Regions from separate parts of the Mus musculus genome. Here regions 1 and 2 are each linked to region 3. A link is a contact called in public HiChIP or PLAC-seq and promoter capture Hi-C data. All regions are on one chromosome and are shown on one strand. Each heading gives the region's core, a stretch centred on a gene start, on an enhancer-like site or on the middle of the called end of the contact. The rest is flanking DNA. Distances are from core to core; before and after follow the strand shown.

Region 1 (3,398 bases), core at 778-3,277, 290 kb after region 3:
TCCTCTCTAGATCCAACAAGAGTTTGTCTCAAAATAAGGCCATTTCCCAGGTACTAGGGGTTAGAGTGCACATACCTGTTTGACATGGGACTGGCTATAGGGAAGAAAATGAATTGAGGTTTGGTTCCTATGCAGCTGCCTCGGGAGACTCTTTGGACCACCTACTAAGCCTTCATGCATCCTTCTCCCACGCATCCATCACACCATTGATGAGGGCGTGGCATGTGATGAACATTACCCTTGGCACCAAGAGCAGACACCCTGCCCTTATAGATCCACATTCCATCATGGACAGATGAAACAGACCAACACAGGCAGGTCCAGCGCCAAATGTCATGGGAAAGTCTCGTGAGGCTAGGGAGGAGACAGGGTGTGCAAGCATGGAGCCTAGGGATGTCTTGTCGGAGAGATGACACCTGAGTCAACACCTGAAGGACGTGGCCTCAACGGGTGACAGAAGATGCATTCTATGTATAAGTCACAGTCAGCACAAAGAGGGATGGATGGGCCTGTCAAGTGCAGCAAACAGTCAGGAGGGCAGGTTTGACCTCCACAAAGGCTGCTTAGAGAAACCAGCTGTAGCAAACGTCTTGTGGAATGGAACCTAGGGGACGTCTGTGTGAGCATCCAGTTACCCTGTCCCCTACAGTTCTTAGACAGCATGTGCTACTGCCAGCTGTGATCTGTGCGTGCCACTAGCCTTGGTGTTGTGCATTGTTTTTAAGGTTTATTTTATGTGTATGTGATAATGAGTGCCTACATGTATGTGCGTTTGGTACCCATCAAGACCAGAAGAGGGCAGCAGATCCCCTGGAAGTGGAGTAACAGGTAATTGTGAACTTGTGTGAGTGCTGGGAATTGAACTTGGGTCTTCTGCAAGAGCAGAAGTACTCTTAACCAACGAGCCCTCAATGTCACATTTTTAAAAAACGGGTTCTATCTGTAGTGCCTGCCCCCCCCCCAAGAGGCTCTGCTAACACTGTGGTACAAGGCTCTTCATCATTTGTGTTCTTAGTGCAGACTCTCCAGTGTGGCTAGGGTCCTAGTTAAACAGACACAAATAGGTAGATCCAAGGACATGGGAATTGTCTTCCAAGCATTGGCCCTGTTCTGACTTCTAGGGCCAGTAGAGGGTTAACCCCTCCTGATCTGCTAAACTAGCTAACCCTTCTCAGGATAGGTAGAAGTCCACAGCAAGCTGCAGCATTCTGAGCGGGCTATGACAGAAGTCAGGAGCAGAGTGGGGGGCAGAGCTGGTCAGGGGTCAGATGATGTTTAAATCAGAGGACAGCCAGGGTCTCTATATAGAAAGGGGAGGTGCCGGTGGGTAGAAGGGCAGAGGTAGGACTGAGGGCAGTTGAGGGGTGGATAGAGGTTTTCGGGGGGTGGGGGAGTCTGCTGGATGTGACAAGTGAGAAATGCTCCCTCTTCGTGGTTCCATTGCTTCAAGGGAGCCCATAGTGGAACGGAGAGCGTCACATTTGGGGAGAAAAGAGAAACTCGCCATTATGAAAAGTGGGTTTGCACGGAATTCTGGTCCAGGAAGAGACAGGCAGTCAGGATTTAAAGAGTATCCCATCAGTCTCTGCTGCGGTGCATCTTTAGTGATGCGTTCCTTGGCTACCTGAGGAGGGAACTGGTCCCATTTCTGAGACCATATGGTTTCTTACCACTGAAGTGCCTGCCCCCAGATGCCCTTGACCCTTGATGCCCCATTCAGACTCTCTACATCGGGCCGAGTTCAGGACACTTGTCATGGGAGCAGGATCGGGATGCGGTGCTGGAAGAACTGGCTTCAAGAGTTGGGCAAAAGTGGTTCCCGAAGAGGCCAGGCACAGTCTGCTGGGAGAACCACAGCTGCCTGGGAAACCTTGGAGAGGCCTCCGCAGGAATGGGTGGTGCCTTTGAGGGGCGCGTCTCTTTGAGGCGGAGCTTTGGGGGAAGCAGGAGTGGTCTGGGAGGACGAGGCGTGCCTGGGGCGGGGTTCTGCCGCCCTGGATCGAGCTACAGTCCAGCACCGGCCTGCAGAGGCGGCTCCGGAGGGGCGGGGCGGCTCCTCCCTCGGGTCCGCTGCGAGCCCGCGCCTCCCAATTCCCGGAGCCGAGGAGGGCTCGCGGCGGCCGCTCCGCTGGGCTCCAGGTTGGGCTGCTGGGCGCTGGGCCAGGGCGGGCGGGAGCGGGGCGAGGGCTTGCGCGGAGGGCGGCGGCCTGGGCTCGCCGAGCCATGGCGGCCCCGGAGCCGGCGCCGAGGAGAGGCCGGGAGCGCGAGCGGGAGGACGAGAGCGAGGACGAGAGCGACATCCTGGAGGAGAGCCCGTGTGGCCGCTGGCAGAAGCGGCGGGAGCAGGTGGGCACGGGTGCGGGTGACGCCGCCGTCCCGTAGCCTAAGGATAGAAGCCATGGGATCCGTGGGGCCGAGCCAGTATGAGGGTCTCCCCGGACGCCCTGGCCTCTGGAGGCCCTCGGATCCCTTTGGCCCCAAGCCCTGGTGAGAAACCCCCATTCCTTGAACACCGGTGTCATACTGGGACCACCTCCACGTGCCTCTTGGATCCCTACTACCGCTCTGGGGATCTCCCCAACCTCTAAAACCTGCGTACCTTCTGGCCCAGCCCCTGGACACCACCCTTCTCCCCCTGGGTTCTTGATTCCCAGCCTTACCTCCTCAGCCCTCCCACTGAGCTGGGCAAGGCTAGCAGCACATTCACGGCTGGGGGAAGGTTGTGGCGGAGACCACGTCCACACCCTGGGTCTATTCGTATCAGGACACACATTCTTCCCACCTAGGTGAACCAAGGGAACATGCCCGGGATCCAGAGCACCTTTCTGGCCATGGACACGGAGGAGGGTGTAGAAGTGGTGTGGAACGAACTTCACTTCGGGGATAGGAAGGCCTTTGCGGCCCATGAGGTGAGGCCTGTCTATACCCGCTTTGCCCCATACCGTTGATTGGCCCCACAACCATCCTCTTTCCCCAGGAGAAGATCCAGACCATGTTTGAGCAGCTGGCGCTGGTGGACCATCCCAACATCGTCAAGCTGCACAAGTATTGGCTGGACGCCTCTGAGGCCCGCGCGAGGGTGAGCTAGGGGCGGGTGAAGGGCGGAGTGAAGCCACAGGCTGGGTGGGGCAGCATGGAGACCCACCCGCAACGGCGGAGCCCGCCTGCCCGCAGGTCATCTTCATCACAGAATACGTGTCGTCTGGCAGCCTCAAGCAGTTCCTCAAAAAGACCAAGAAGAACCACAAGGCCATGAACGCCCGGGTATGGGGAGTGGGCTGGGGACTGGAGGGAGTCCAGCAGAACTTAGGGACAGTAGTGGGGCGGGGGACTCCGAAAAACCTCGGTTCAGGAGTGGGGTAGCGGGCGGGCTCCGCAGGCTCAGCAGCCTTTTGGTG
Region 2 (3,421 bases), core at 218-2,717, 310 kb after region 3:
CACTGGCCCAGCCCTTAGGGGCCCTACCCCAGGCTGTCATGGCTGCCCAGGCCCCTGGAGTCATCACAGGTGAGTCTGAGTTGATCAGGTTCTCTTCCATTCCTTTCCCCTCTCCTCTAGGGTCTGTCTTCAGCTTCCCAACCCATACTTACTTCGGTGTAATCCCTTGAATCCAGGACAGGCTGGCTATCGCCAACCATCTCTTTACTCTTTCCCAAACAGGAGAGTGTATGTGTGGCTATTAAACTCGGTTGGTTTTGCTGCAGGTGTGACACCAGCCCGCCCTCCTATTCCGGTCACCATCCCCTCTGTGGGAGTAGTGAACCCCATTCTCGCCAGCCCGCCAACGTTGGGTCTGTTGGAGCCCAAGAAGGAGAAGGAAGAGGAGGAGCTGTTTCCTGAGTCAGAACGGCCAGAGATGTTGAGTGAGCAGGAGCACATGAGCATCTCGGGCAGCAGTGCTCGCCACATGGTCATGCAAAAGCTACTCAGAAAACAGGAGGTAAGTAGGTGGGCTCGTGCCAGGCCCGCTCTCGGCGGTATGAATGTGAAGTAGTGGGTGATAGGTCGCAGCATTCAGGTGTCTTTCCCACAGTCACAGCAGTCAATTGTCTTTCCTACAGTCTACAGTGATGGTTCTCCGAAACATGGTGGACCCCAAGGACATCGATGACGACCTGGAGGGAGAGGTGACAGAGGAGTGTGGCAAATTTGGTGCTGTGAACCGGGTCATTATCTATCAAGAAAAACAGGGCGAAGAGGAAGATGCAGAAATCATCGTCAAGATTTTTGTGGAATTCTCCATGGCCTCAGAGACTCACAAGGCCATCCAGGCCCTCAATGGGCGCTGGTTTGGTGGTCGCAAGGTGGTGGCTGAAGTGTATGACCAGGAGCGTTTTGATAACAGCGACCTCTCCGCGTGACTTTGGCCTCATTTCCTGGACTTGCACTTGCCCCTTCCTTCCTTTGGGTTTTGTAAAGTGTTAACCGTGGTGTGTCCCTGGGACCAGGCACTCTGCCCAACCCACCCTGTAGTGTACATAAAGATGCAGATACCACTGGCCCTGAAGTCCCTGTGTCTGAAATTGGTCCTGTGACCCAAGCTGGTTGTGTGTGGAATGTCTTATCAGGGTTCCAAGGCACCAGGGACAAGGAGGGCGTTCAGCCTGCTGTGCAGGGGTGAACAGGAGGGACCGGGGTGGACAGGCCTTGCTTTATCTTCCTTTGTGGGGAGTGCTGGCTTGCAGCCTTGCTCACGTGGATAGCTCTGAGAGCTGTCTGGCCCTGAGATCTGTAGGATCCAGGACCAAGAGAGCATTTTGTGGGCGGGCGGGCATCTGAGTTGTTACACCTGCTAGTATGGGTTACGCCAGAGCGAGGCCGGAAATCCCGACATGCCCCGCGCGAGACCGCTACGGGTCGTCGGAGACGCCACGCCGCGTGGCCCTTTGGGAGCTGTAGTTTTGAGCAGAGAGGGCGGGCCTAGGCTTCCCGGCGGGCTGCGCGGCTGGGCGGTTGTCGCGGGCAGCGGCGGCGGTTCCGGCTGCGGTGCTGCGGGCGGATGAGCTGCTAGGTGAGCAGGCCGGGCGGGATGCGGAGCCGCCGCCGCGCCCCCAGCGCCTAAGAAAGCGCTGCCGGGTCAGGCCGTGCTGCCAGCTGTGTGCCGCCGTCGGAGCCTACAGCTCGTATTGAACGCGGGCCGAGCCGAGCGCCGACCCCGGCCACAGTCCGGGACCCGGCTGCCCGCCCCACCCCCGCGCGCGCCGCTCCGCCCGCGCTCGGCGCTCATGCGGGCCGAGCCCCGCCCCCCGGCCCGAGCCCGCCGAGCGCCTCCCGAGCCCGCGCTCACTGCCCGCCCGCATCATGCTGAAGTGCATCCCGCTCTGGCGTTGTAACCGGCACGTGGAGTCGGTGGATAAGCGGCACTGCTCGCTGCAGGTTGTGCCAGAGGAGATTTACCGCTACAGTCGTAGCCTCGAGGAGCTGCTCCTCGACGCCAACCAGCTGCGCGAGCTACCTAAGGTGAGCGGCCGCCGCACCTGCTGCCCCGCGCTCAGTTCTCGGGGTGGTGTATGACTTCTGGGGCAGCCGGCTGGAGCGAGATCTCAGCAGGCGCTGCCCGAGCTGGGCACCGCAACCTCCAGCCGGCCCTGCAGGTTCCTACTGGTCAGAGCCCCGCCCCAGCCAGCCCCACCCTCCTCCAGCCGCCGGTGTTGGCACCTGGTGGCAACCTGTCTGGGGACTAAGTAGATACTGAACCTAAAAGGGGAGCCAACAGAGAAGCCCATGAGAGCACAGGAGGAGGATGGGTCCAGGGTGCGAGACCGACCCGGGTTAGCAACTGTTAAAGCTAGTTGGGCTACTTTAAGGGTAGGAAGTTGGTTTTCTTGCACTGTGTTCTGCCTTCGTTTTGGGAGGAGAGGTTTGCAGTGCTGAGTGGGACTCTCCTAAGATACTTGCAGTGTCAGATCTATTCTGTCATCGCTCAGCGGAGAGCCCACCTTTCACTGTCTGTGTTCCTTCCTGTCGGGTTTGTTTGGGGTTTTTTTTGTTGTTGTTGTTCTGAGGCCACACTAGAAGGAAGGCCAAAGGAGGCAGGTTATGTAGGACTTACTTTTCTGAGATAGGGGACTCAGTGGTCTGATATTCTTGCCGGCTGGTGGCGTTGCGGGTGTTCTTCATAGACCTTTATGGTATCCGTGTGTGAATCTTGGACATTTTGCACTTGTGTTTCTCTCTGGTGCCTGTTGTTGTTATTGCTTTTTTTTTTTTGTTCTGTTTCTTGAGACAGGGTTTCCCCTTCGTAACCCTGGTTATCCTGGAATTCATTCTGGCTGTCCTAGAACTCAGAGATCCACCTGCCTCTGTGGGTACTAAAGATGTGCACCACCCACAACCCACCCCAGTGCTCTCTGGTGTTTTTATTGTTGTTCTCTCTTTGTTAAGCTCTTGCTGTTCATTGTTGGGGTTCCTGAAGAGCTCCAAACTCCTTTAGAAGAGGTAGTTTGGATAGTAGGTAGGATACTGAGAGTGACTGACCCATAGGGCAGAGGGCAGGGGCTATCCATTTGGGAGCTGCTGATGTCTTGCCTGGGGCATGTTATCTGGGTGACATCTGGGTAATAGTGAGAGGTGGGCTTTCCACCGAGAAATGAGAGCGTAGGTCTGACAGTATCTTAGGAGAGTCCCCCTCAGCAGTTGCAGAGTATCATTGCAGAACAGCAGTGGTACATGTGACAAATGACACAAGGGAGACCAGGCATCAGGTGGGCAGGGGTGTGTTTTGCAGGCTTCTTTGTCTGGTTTTTCAGCACACTGGGTATCATGGCTAGAGCCGCAGAACCTTGTGTGACCTGGGATACAAAGAGGTCCAGGACCCTGTGGCCATGATCCTCCTGGTTTGGAAACTCTCCCATACCCA
Region 3 (3,828 bases), core at 921-3,420:
GGATGGGTGGTGTCCAGGCACACGCAGTCACAGAATGCCTTATTTGGGAGGAATTGGGCCAGAGAGGGGTCAACTTCTAGAGGAACCAGCAAGAATCTGAGATGGTGTCCCAAGGTAATACAGTCAGGAGCTCACTGCTCACCATCCACCAAGAATATGATTTCTCAAATAAGCCACGTGGAACTGGGCTTCCATGCAAACCCCTGAAGCAAGGGGGACCCTGCAGGCCCGGGAAGAAAGCACCATCCAGCCAGGCGCTCGGAAGGCAGAGGCAGGCAGATTTCTGAGTTCGAGGCCAGCCTGGTCTACAAAGTGAGTTCCAGGACAGCCAGGGCTATACAGAGAAACCCTGTCTCGAAACACCCCCCCCCCCAAAAAGAAAGCACCATCCCTATGACATTCAGCAGCCAAGTGATCACAAGAGCCGCAGAAACCCTTCCAGTGTTATGTCCCAAAGTGGATCGAGCTGTGTACCCTGACGCCAGCAAGGATGTCTTCTGACTTCAAAACAACTTAGCTCAACAAAAAGCCATTGGGAGGCCTGGAGTTGCTCGTCAGACAACAGCAATCCTGCTTCTCACCTGGGCCTCTGAGAACCGTAGGAAAGAAAACTAAACACAAACATCTCCAACCCCACACACAGGTGACCGGGAACTGAGACAAGCACAGGTCAACAGGTCCCACCTCTGGCCTCTGGAGTCCCTTGACAGTCACCTCTGAGGGAGGGAGATATGACAAGATGCAGGTTTGAGTAAGGCTGCCTGCCTGGACATCCGTTTCAAGTTAATGAAGGCGGCCAGGCCTCAGCCATCGACTTTGACAGTAGAGCCCAGAAAGACATTCCTCATTCGAGCCACACATCTCAGCCTAAGGCCTAAGAGTAGAGCCTGCTGGCAGAAGCATCTCCCCGGCCTGCAGGTGCAGAGACTGCACAGCCAGCCAAGTCATAAACACAGGCTCCACAGGAATATCCCACAACCAGTGGTTTGCATAGGATCTCTGCTCTGGTGCCCCATCAACCCTGTGTCTGCTGGGGGTCTCCATCTAGATGACCATGGCCAACCAAGTCTAACAGAGCAGCTAAGACTTAACCCTTCACCTTCACCCCTGCCCTGCTCCACCTACCTACTTCCTGAATTTTTTTAATTTTACCATTTAATTAACTAGGTCGCAGGCTGTTCCTCCATTTCTACTACCATCCCCTTCCTTCCAAAGAGTTTCCTGCCTCCAACCAAGACTAGCCCCTCAAAGTTAGCCTCTGCCTTAACAGTAACTCCAGCTCACAGCCCCAGGTCTCCAGATGCCGCCCTCTATCCCTCTCCCGCAGGTCCTTATGCTTACTCACTGCACTTGAGTTTACGGTTCCATCCATTACCTTGAGCTCTGTACAGGGTAGAGCAGAGTCTTGCTGCATAACTGCACTGACTTGGTTGGAAAATTGGAATCCCAAACCTGGAGTGTCAGCCCTGGCTCCACCTCACCTAGCTCTCACCTTGCCTGAATTCTATACTCTGAGAGTTTTGTGGCCTTCTCCCTGGGGCCAGCAATCCTCGTGACTCTGGACAAATCACTTTCCTGCTCTACACCGCCTCCTTTAATCCGCAACGAGAATACAGAAAGACGAGTGGCTGCGGTGCGGTGAGCACTCGCTTTGCAAGTCCCTGAATTAAGGCTCAGTTTTATGAAAGAGACAGAAATGCCGGTAGCCCAGTTGCGGAGGTCAAAGACCTGAACACGTAGCCCCTACCCCGCAAAGGACCAGGGTCTTGAGTCACCGAGTTCCCGGAAGGGACTAGGACATGGATCACGCGACCCACGAGACAGCAGGGACAGGGACCAGGGACCACGCGCCGATGTCTGACAAGTCAGAATTGAATCGCAAGCTCCGAGATCCCTTCCAGGTGTAAGATGCGAAGCCGGGCCCGCTGGGCACACCTGAGATCTCCCAGCACCTCCTGGCACCGGCCCGCTGACCTTGGGGAGGCGCCCCTTGACACAGCTTCTCTTGCTGCTGGCAGATGGGGAGGCCCCTAGGCTCTCTGGTCCAAGTTCCTCAAAGGGTGCCTGGCCCCCACCACCAAAGATGAGCCTTAACAAGCCGTTTACCTGAGGAGCCGCCGCCGCCGCCACGGCCCGGGCGCCGCCCTCTATGCCCCAAGCGTCTCAGAGTAGGCGGAGCAGCGCCCCAAGCCCATCCCCGCAGCCCTCTGGCCAACTGCGGCCTGGCGCGCGGCAATTTGGCCCCGCCTCCGTGCGATCTCCACACTCATTGGTCAGAGTTCTGTCCCTCACGTTAACTCCGCCCACTCTCCGCTCCATGGAGCGCCTAGGTACACCTACTTCTTCCTGTTCTCTGCTGGGTACCCCAGCGGTCCGGTGACCATTTCACAAGACAAGTGTGAGTACTGCTGCTGCGCCAGACGCCGTCTGCGCAAGCGCTGTTCTCGAGAGTATTCGGACTCGGCCTCCAACTGCAGAAAACTCCACCAGGCGGGACCGGTGGCGCACTCCTTTAATCCCAGCACTGGAGAGGCAGAGGCAGGTGGATCCTTATGAATTCGAGGCCATCCTGGTCTACATAGTGAGTTCTAGGACAGTCTGGGATAAAAAGTGAGACCCTATCTCGGGAAGAAAACAAAAATAAAAAAAACAAAACAAAACAACAACCCAGCTGTCACGGACACACACAAGGTATTGTCATTGTTGTACATTGGTCACACACTAAACGCCTAAAACTACCCCAAACCCCTAAATGTACACATGGCCATGCCCAACAGAGGTACATGTCCAACCTATCAACAAGACATTGGGAATCAAGATGATCATGTCCTAGCTACCTGGGCTGCTTGCTACCTACCACTGTTATTCCAGCTCCAGGAGCAGCTAAAGCCTCTAAGGCTGGAAAGAGGTGACTAAAAAAGTAAAAGTAAGCCATACTACAGGATAAACTTTGGGTTTGGTGCCAAGAAAGCAAGGTTAGATAAGAGAGTTGGGGACGATCATGCCAGGAAGACTTGGCACCTGCAAAGAACCAGAGGTTGCAATCACCCAGATGTGTGTAAACAAGAGAAAGTTGTGGGTAGAGTTCTGAAAGCAAAAGAACCAAGAACCTGTCAAAGGGGAAGCAGCTACCATGTATCTAGGCTGACAGCATCGTTGGATGTGGAAATTAAGCTGCTGCGGTTGAACCAGGTCAGAGGCAAACACACAGCCAATATTCTTTTTCCACGATGAGAAGGACTTGGATGAGTTCTACTGAGAGGATAGAGCCCAAGAGAGAAAAAGACAGGACAGGACTCTCTGAGTAAGAGAGTGAAGCATTTGGGGCTGGCAAAATGGCTCAGTGGTTAAGAGCGCCAACTGCTCTTTCGAAGGTCCAGAGTTCAGATCCCAGCAACCACACGGTGGCTCACAACCATCCATAACGAAATCTGATGCCCTCTTCTAGAGTGTCTGAAGACAGCTACAGTGTACTTACATATAATAAATAGATAAATCTAAAAGAAAAAAAAAAAGAGAGTGAAGCACTTTGTGGATGGGGTCATGGCCTAGGAAAATGCTAGAAAACAGAGAGAGGGGACTAACTTGGGTAGCTGCCAGGGAAGGAGGTCTTTTCCATGCTAACACACAGGAGCCCCCCCCCCGTTGCTCTCCCCCGCCCCCAGCCTGAAAAACCTTGCAGTGGACAGTGGCAGTGCTCTGGTTGGCCACATTCCAACAAGCCCTGCTGATCCTGTGCTCCACAGCACACAGCCCACAGCCCCCCCCCCCACGCCAAACATACAAGCTGCCCTGTATGTATCACAACGTAACTTTTACTTTTATTAT

Evidence for each region. HiChIP or PLAC-seq counts read pairs in DNA pulled down with a chosen protein or histone mark. Capture Hi-C pulls out chosen DNA fragments and counts their contacts.
Region 1: a contact with region 3 is called in a promoter capture Hi-C map of adipose tissue. The contact joins the promoter of Nrbp2 here to the promoter of Mroh1 in region 3. A contact is called at or near these places in 7 of 39 promoter capture datasets (the C10 cell line, cranial neural crest, embryonic stem cells and 3 more), 1 of 484 Hi-C or Micro-C datasets (CD4 T cells), 9 of 115 datasets of contacts at active chromatin or transcription factors (the SCID.adh cell line, acute myeloid leukemia, bone marrow-derived macrophages and 1 more) and 3 of 9 other capture datasets (adipose tissue, liver and pancreatic islet).
Region 2: a contact with region 3 is called in a FOXA1 HiChIP or PLAC-seq map of pancreatic cancer cells. The contact joins the promoter of Scrib here to the promoter of Mroh1 in region 3. A contact is called at or near these places in 4 of 39 promoter capture datasets (embryonic stem cells, liver and neural stem cells), 4 of 115 datasets of contacts at active chromatin or transcription factors (bone marrow-derived macrophages, memory CD8 T cells and pancreatic cancer cells) and 4 of 9 other capture datasets (adipose tissue, embryonic stem cells, macrophages and 1 more).

What each region holds. Positions count from the first base shown.
Region 1 is chr15:76,090,319-76,093,716 of GRCm38.p6, reverse strand. Nrbp2 (nuclear receptor binding protein 2) reads left to right here and starts at 2,027. Exons shown (of 18, transcript NM_001358359.1): 1 at 2,027-2,346; 2 at 2,787-2,909; 3 at 2,978-3,079; 4 at 3,175-3,264. The coding sequence starts at 2,224. It overlaps Gm41349 (a long non-coding RNA gene), which reads right to left and starts at 3,012. Exons shown (of 4, transcript XR_003951571.1): 1 at 2,661-3,012; 2 at 1,671-2,383.
Region 2 is chr15:76,067,830-76,071,250 of GRCm38.p6, reverse strand. Scrib (scribbled planar cell polarity) reads left to right here and starts at 1,467. Exons shown (of 36, transcript NM_001310543.1): 1 at 1,467-2,022. The coding sequence starts at 1,864. Puf60 (poly-U binding splicing factor 60) reads left to right here. Exons shown (of 12, transcript NM_028364.2): 10 at 1-69; 11 at 267-502; 12 at 624-1,069. The coding sequence ends at 923.
Region 3 is chr15:76,378,855-76,382,682 of GRCm38.p6, reverse strand. It overlaps Mroh1 (maestro heat-like repeat family member 1), which reads right to left and starts at 2,170. Exons shown (of 44, transcript NM_175457.4): 1 at 2,107-2,170.